Linked DNA regions of Mus musculus: region 2 is linked to region 1. Evidence: chromatin contacts called from public Hi-C data. All regions are on one chromosome and are shown on one strand. Each heading gives the region's core, a stretch centred on a gene start, on an enhancer-like site or on the middle of the called end of the contact. The rest is flanking DNA. Distances are from core to core; before and after follow the strand shown.

Evidence for each region. A called contact is a pair of places that touch in the nucleus more often than the background predicts.
Region 2: a contact with region 1 is called in a Hi-C map of Th1 cells, with 1.8 times the contacts expected there. The contact joins two enhancer-like sites. A contact is called at or near these places in 7 of 484 Hi-C or Micro-C datasets (the G1E-ER4 cell line, Th1 cells, cortical neurons and 4 more), 1 of 115 datasets of contacts at active chromatin or transcription factors (effector CD8 T cells) and 1 of 9 other capture datasets (adipose tissue).

The regions. Positions count from the first base shown.
Region 1 is chr2:34,853,738-34,857,157 of GRCm38.p6, forward strand. It overlaps Psmd5 (proteasome (prosome, macropain) 26S subunit, non-ATPase, 5), which reads right to left. Exons shown (of 10, transcript NM_080554.2): 8 at 2,711-2,820; 9 at 515-655. Among named protein-coding and RNA genes, the nearest start is that of Psmd5, 16 kb to the right of the region's middle. Within about 2 kb of position 1,719, at least 8 of the 459 cell types and tissues checked have an H3K27ac peak or open chromatin away from gene starts, as enhancers often do. A contact at or near this core is called in Th1 cells, where this site is marked.
Region 2 is chr2:35,172,331-35,175,861 of GRCm38.p6, forward strand. Cntrl (centriolin) reads left to right here. Exons shown (of 44, transcript NM_001379274.1): 39 at 687-827; 40 at 2,779-3,042; 41 at 3,208-3,270. Among named protein-coding and RNA genes, the nearest start is that of Rab14, 27 kb to the right of the region's middle. Within about 2 kb of position 1,936, at least 58 of the 459 cell types and tissues checked have an H3K27ac peak or open chromatin away from gene starts, as enhancers often do. A contact at or near this core is called in Th1 cells, where this site is marked.

The sequences.
Region 1 (3,420 bases), core at 469-2,968:
ACCACTGTATTTATGGTGTGGCTCCCTCCATAGATGGGAAGTTTGAGAAAGGGCCCACCGTCTCACATCAGGGGAAACTTGTGTATGAGAACCAGGATCATTTATCGCCACTGTACCAGACTTAGTAGTTCCTGCACTGGAGCCACTTCTTGAATAATTAAGAGGTTCATAAGCAAAGTTAGCAGTGCTGAGGTCAGTTGCCACAGCAAAGGTCAGAGGTGAGAAACCAGCAGCCCGGCATATCCAGAGCACGGAGTGCCAAAAGGGAGTGTAGGAGTCAAGGCTAAAGCTGAGCAGAACTTGAGGAGCTGGGTCAACCTGTGATGCAATAGCAGCTGGTTTAAACCTCAGACAGTAGTGAACACCCCTTACTGACAACCCGTTGGCACGAGTCTCTCTCAATGGCTCCTGAAGCAGCAGGGTAGAAACTACTGCGTGCACAGAGGCTAGCTCACTCTAGTGCTCCGTGTTGAGCTGGCAGTCACAGAAGGATCTGAGGAGAAAAGGTACCTACTGTGAAAACTTTCAAGGCAGCACAGTGTAGCTCCGGGAAGGGCTGGTTACTGATACCACGGAAAAGCTCCAGGGAGTCTCGAGACATGGAGGAAAACCAGGATTCTGTCATTCCCAGGAAGTCATCAGTCTGCTGCTCAGGCTGCAGCACAGAAAGGAAATGCCCATGGCAAGGTTACCACAGCCAGAGAAAAGCCCGTGCCTGAGTCAGGAAGCCTTGGATAAATGGCATTCTGTGAGCCCCTTGGAGAGAACCCATCTCTCAATCCAGGCCAGAAAGCTCCCATCTTTGTTGGACGGGATGAACTACTCACTAGGACTCCTCCAGTTCTATTACTCTGTCATTCTATGTTACACTTAAGATATGGACGGTGATGGCACACGCCTTTAATCCCAGCACTTGGGAGGCAGAGGGAGGTGGATTTCTGAGTTCGAGGCCAGCCTGGTCTACAAAGTGAGTTCCAGGACAGCCAGGGCTACACAGAGAAACCCTGTCTCGAAAATAAAAAACACAAGCAGACAAACCAAAAGATATGAGTAACCGAGCTGCTGATGGCTCAGCGGGTAAAGCCCTGGCTGTGTGAGCCTGACAGCCCGAGTTCAGTCCTCAGGTGTCATATAGAGTAGGAGAGAACTGACTCCATCAAGTTGTCCTCCGATCTCCACATGTGCACTATGGCACGTGTGCCTATACATATGCACATCTCCTGTAACCCCCTTCTCTCACTCACGATGATAGATTTCGGGAGTGAGAAGGGGTTATGGGTAAGCTAACTAAGACTAAAGAAGCAGCCCCCACCCCCAAGGGACTCTGATCCCTGCATGAGTGGACAATGCTGTTCCCAGAGGAAATGGGCTAGTAACTGAAAACCCCAGCGACTCCCTACAGTTGGGAGGTCCCAGAGAGCACCTCCCCTATTAAAGCAGGTTATGCCTGTTGCTCTTAGCTGTCCATCATAACTAAATGATAACCCTGGAAAACTTCTTCTAAGCTGCCTAGCTTCCGCAGTACCATAAACTGCTCTCTGCAGGATGCAGGGGAGCAAAGACATCAGTGTTCTTGCCCAGTGCTGGACCTGAACGCTGTGCCCACTTGCGATGACTGTTATGAGGAGAACCAAGCACCTGACTGGACTGAGGCCTGCTCCATAGGACAGCATTCAGGCTTGGTACCGTAAAGCTGCAACTCCAGTTCTAGGGGTCTGAGCCCTCTCCTGGCCTCTACAGGCACTGCACACAAGCGCTAAACACCCATACCCATACCCATACCCATACCACACCACACCACACCACACCACACCACACCACACCACACACCACACCACACCACACCACACCACACCATACCATAAAATGACCCATGGCTGTGGAAGTCAAAGGTCTTAGAGGGGCACCTCCTATTGTTGTTTTGCTAGCTGCTCATGTTTATATTTAGATTTGTGAGGCTTTCAGCCTTGGTCAGAGATGCTTCTTTTTGCAATGGGCAGTGACTGGGAATAAGTGACTTTAATATTGCCTATAGTGACACATCTGTATCAATCCCCTGCTTCTCAAGGCTCAGGGAACTCTGAAGACGAGAGGGCAGAAAGAATTTAAGAGCTGAAGATGAGAGGAGTGCTTGAGATGGCTAGCTGCTGTGGTTCCCTGCACAAACTTAAGCCAACCAAAACCCCAATGCAGCCAAGGAAGAGCTAGAGGAGTTGACAGCAGCCAGGGAGGAAGGGGGAGTCTTGCATGTGTGGCCATGACCTCAAACCCTGTGCATATGGGCAGCACTAATTACATAATAAGAAAGAAAGCAGATAGTCATGAGGTTGGAGAGGACATTGGAGGAACAGGGAGGGGACACTGGAAAGGAGTGGACACAATCAAATGTATGCATACGTGTATGCAACTCTTGAATAAATTGAAAAATACCCTTACAAAGTTTTCATGTCCCAGTAACATAGTGAAGGTAGCTCTCACTCTCCTGGAACTCACTCTGTAGACCAGGCTGGCATTGAACTCAAGAGTACCTGCCTCTGCCTCCCAAGTGGTGGAATAACCACTGCCCTGCTTTGTTTTGTTAGGTCTTGAGCCAGGGTTTCTCTCTGGAGCCCTGGCTGGCCTGGAACTCAGAAACTACTAGTGCCATGCCGATTCGTCCTCCCAAACACAGACAGCCCGCTGCCCTTCATTAACTTCCCCGTGTACTTACCGATAAATACAGGAGAGAGGAAACTGCATCCAAGCACCTAATCTTCAGCTCCGTGGAAGCATTCTTTGCTTGATATCCTACTCTCATGAGGACACGTTCAAAGCGGGTTCCTGTGAAGGATAAGGTGACACATTAAACCCAACCAGTGCTGCCCATCTCGTTCATACTGCTGTGCTCCACCACCACCATCCTTCTCAACAGCCCAACCTGAGACGAGGTCCCAACAAGCAAACCCCACCCTCCCTTCTCTCTCCCTGGTGCCTGATCTCGGCTTTCTGTTGCTATGAACTTGACCTCCCTATGTGCTTAACATAAGCTTGTCTGTGAATCGTGCAGTACCTGTTCTCCATGCCTGGCCCTCTTGTTTTAGCAAAATGTCTTTAGACCGCCTCTGTGCTGCAGCTTCTGTCACAGCCTCACACTTTCACACACATGTAACTCATTCATCCACCACGTACATTATGGGGTTTAAATTGCTTTGAGCAGATAGATACTGCTCTACACAGGAGTATATAGACACTGCTTGAACCTTTGCTTGCCATATTGTATTCCAGAGTTGCTGGCTCATACGCTAGCTCTGTTTTAATTTTTCTGTGGAACTTCCATACTGTTTTCTAACATCTGAACACTTGTTATGCTTAGAAGAAAATAAAGGTAGCGGCTACCCTCATGGGTACGAAGTGAAAAGCAATGGACGCTCAGCACGGTAA
Region 2 (3,531 bases), core at 686-3,185, 320 kb after region 1:
AGAGCCTCAGGCAGCCTGTTTGTGGCAATCTGCCCTTTTTGTTCAGCATTAATTTTTATCAAGCGTTAAAACCAGGAAGCCTGGTCTACCATGCTTTTACCCATGACCTAAGGGGTGGGGTGGTGATGACATCAGTCAGAGCAGTGTGCACAGTGTTTCCAGGAGTGGCTGTTTCCAGCGCTCTCTGGAGGGACTAGTAGAACTGCTGTATGAAGGAAATCTGATGCGTTATCAGAAGGTGGTGTGCTTTAACTAGGACTTGGGCAGGATGATCGGAAAGATAGATTTAAGCTGGCCATGGTGGCCCAGTCCTCTAATCCCAGACTCAAAACCAGAGGCTGGAGGATCTCTGTGAGTTCGAGGCCAGCCTGGTCTTACAGTGAGTTCCAGGCCAACCAGAGCTACACAGTGAGACCCTGTCTCAAATCAATAAATGATAATCCCTACAGCCCCTGAAGGATGTTGCCCTTTCATGGGTCACTGATGGGGCTGAGGGAGGGGAAGGTGACTTGTCAGAGGTACTGCTAAAGATTTGGCTTCAAACACTGGATTCAAATTCTCCCAGTCACACTACACCTGCCTCCAGAATGCTCCATTTCACAGTTGTAGAAACTGAGGTCTTTACATTGCTGGTGAGTGTGGAACCCGTGTGTGTCTGCAAAGTCCTTTGCCTCCCTGCATGCTAGGAGCAGAAGCAGGAGAACAGCTGCATGCAAAAGGAAATGGCTACAATTGAGCTGGTGGCCCAGGACAACCACGAGAGGGCCAGGCGCCTCATGAAGGAGCTGAGCCAGATGCAGCAGGAGTACCTGGAACTCAAGAAACAGGTGTGCACCCCAGAACCCCAGCTGACCAGCCCGGGCCACTGTGCGGGCACAGGCAGGGTTTATTGTTGTCAGTATCTCTTTAACAGGAATGTGGGACTTGTGAAAGCTGACTGTAAAGAGTGTTCTTCAAGTTAATTTTTTTCTTAGCCTTAAAATTTAGACATAAACTTAAGGAAAAAGAATTGGTTGAAAATCTACTCTTAAAATTAAATGAACTAGCTTTTTTTTAAAAAAGATTTATTTATTTTTATTATATGTAAGTACACTGTAGCTGTCTTCAGACACTCCAGAAGAGGGAGTCAGATTTCATTACGGATGGTTGTGAGCTAGCATGTGGTTGCTGGGATTTGAACTTCGGACCTTCGAAAGAGTAGTCGGGTGCTCTTACCCACTGAGCCATCTCACCAGCCCATGAACTAGCGTTTTAAAGTGATCTTATTTATTTACAGATTTATGGTTATGTGTGAATGTGTACGTGTGTGCGCCCACACCGTGGTGAGCATGAGGAGGTCAGAAGACAACTTGTGGGAGGCCGTTCTGCTCGTGAACTGGGCTCTGAGGATTCAGTTCGGTGTGAGGCTTATTAACAAGTGCCTTACCTGCTAAGCCAGCTCAGCTGACTGGCTTTAAGTGGGTGTGCAGGCCCAGGACCTGAGTGTGCTGGTGGATATGTGTGTGGGAGTGGGAGGAGCCTTGGCTCTCATTCTCAGGAATGCCAGCATGTGTTTAGATGGACTGGCCTGCAGTGAGCCCCCATGCCCAGCACGGTTATGTGTGTTCTGGGGCTTGAGCTCAGGTCTTCATGCTTGCAAGTTTACTGGCTGACTTTTTGTGTTGTGTGTGTGCATGCGCACCCATGCCCTTGTCTGTAGCAATATACATCTGTACACATACATGTGGAGGGCAAAGATCACACGCAGGCGCCATTCCTCAGATGTCCACCTTGCTTTTTGACAAGATTCCCATCTTAGAGTTTCTGTTGCTATGCTAAAAGACCATGACCAAAAGCACCTTGGGAAGGAAGGGGTTAATTTCAGCTCGCAGCCCTCAGGCCACACTTCATCAGGACAGGAAGTGAAGCATGCCTTGGAGGAACTTGGAGGAACTCTGCTTACTGGCAGGAAGCTGCTTACTAGCGTTCTTCTCATGGCCTGCTCAGACTGCTTTCTTGTACAACTCGGGACCATCAGCCTAGGAGTGGCCCCGCCACAGTCTGTGGGACCCCCTCCTCCCCACACACACATCAGTCAGCAGTCATGAAACCGCCTGATGCACTCACCTATAGGCCAGTCTTAGGGAGGCATCTTCTCAATTGAGAGGCCCTTTTCCCAAATGACTATAGCTTGTGTTAAGCTGACATAAAACTAACTAACTCACTAGCTCTCACTGGGACCTGAGGCTTACCAATTAGGATATGCCCCATCCACGAACCTGTCTTTATGCCCTAGCACGGAGGTACAGGCACATGCCACTATACTAGCTTTTATGGGAAAGCTGGAAATCCAACTCTAGTCCTCGTGCCCAGCAAGCACTGCACTAATGGAACCTTCTCCCCAGCTGTTTCTGTTGATTGTTTGCTGTGAGTGTGGGTGTTGCATGCACTTAAATGGTTCATGTAGAGAGCCAGGGAAGAGCACTCGATATCTTCCTCTAATTGTTCTACTGCCTTGCGACAGGGACTCTCACTGAAACTTAAGCTCACTGCTAGGCTAGGCTGGCTGGCCAGTGAGCCCCAAAGACTGACCTGCCTCTACCTCCCTAGTCCTGGAATGACAAGCATGGTCCCTCACCCAGCCTTGTGGGTTCTGAGGATTGAACTCGGGTCCTGATGCTTGCAAATCAAGAACTGCGTGTACTAACTGAGCCTGTCCAGGGTGTGTGATCTTCCAGGTAAGACGCACTAAGCGACTCAGTTCTAAGTCCTGATGTTTGACCCCACCACCCTGCTTAGGTAGCAAACCAGAAAGACTTGGAGAGGAGGCAGATGGAGGTCAGTGACGCAATGAGGACGCTGAAGTCGGAGGTGAAAGACGAAATCAGAACCAGTCTGAGGAACCTCAACCAGTTCCTTCCAGAACTTCCAGCAGATCTAGCGTCTATTTTGGAAAGAAATGAAAACTTAAGAGAGTTGGAAAGCTTGAAAGAGAACTTCCCGTTTACCACAAAAGAGAGGATTTTTGAAGAAAAATCCAACTTTCCCCAAGTTCACATCATGGTAACGTTTGTCCAGCTGTCCCGGGCTTCAGAGTGAGAATCTGATTCCCGCCTCCCCCGAGAAAGCTAAAAACAGATTTGGGAGCACCAGGGAGGGAGGGAAAGATGGTTGGCTCCCACCTGTGGCAGTCGGTGACTCATTGGTCTCCTTTTCTCTCTGAAAAAGGATGAACACTGGCGTGGAGAAGCACTCCGTCAAAGGCTGCGCCGCCATGAAGATCAACTCAAGGTTGCCTCTTAAAAAACCAGAGAAAGTCCCTGTGAGATAATTGGCACTTGGCAAGAGTAGGGAAAGATTTCCATGTGCAGTCTACTGCAACACTCAGGAGGATGCTTATAGATCACACTTAAGACGTTCAGAGAAGCTGACATTACAGATAGCAAATGGCTATCAGCATTCAAGCCCATCTGAATTCTAGGGCATTGGAGGATAGCCCAGTGGTACAGCACTTGTCTAGCACATGCAAGGCACTGGGTCCAATCTAGAATC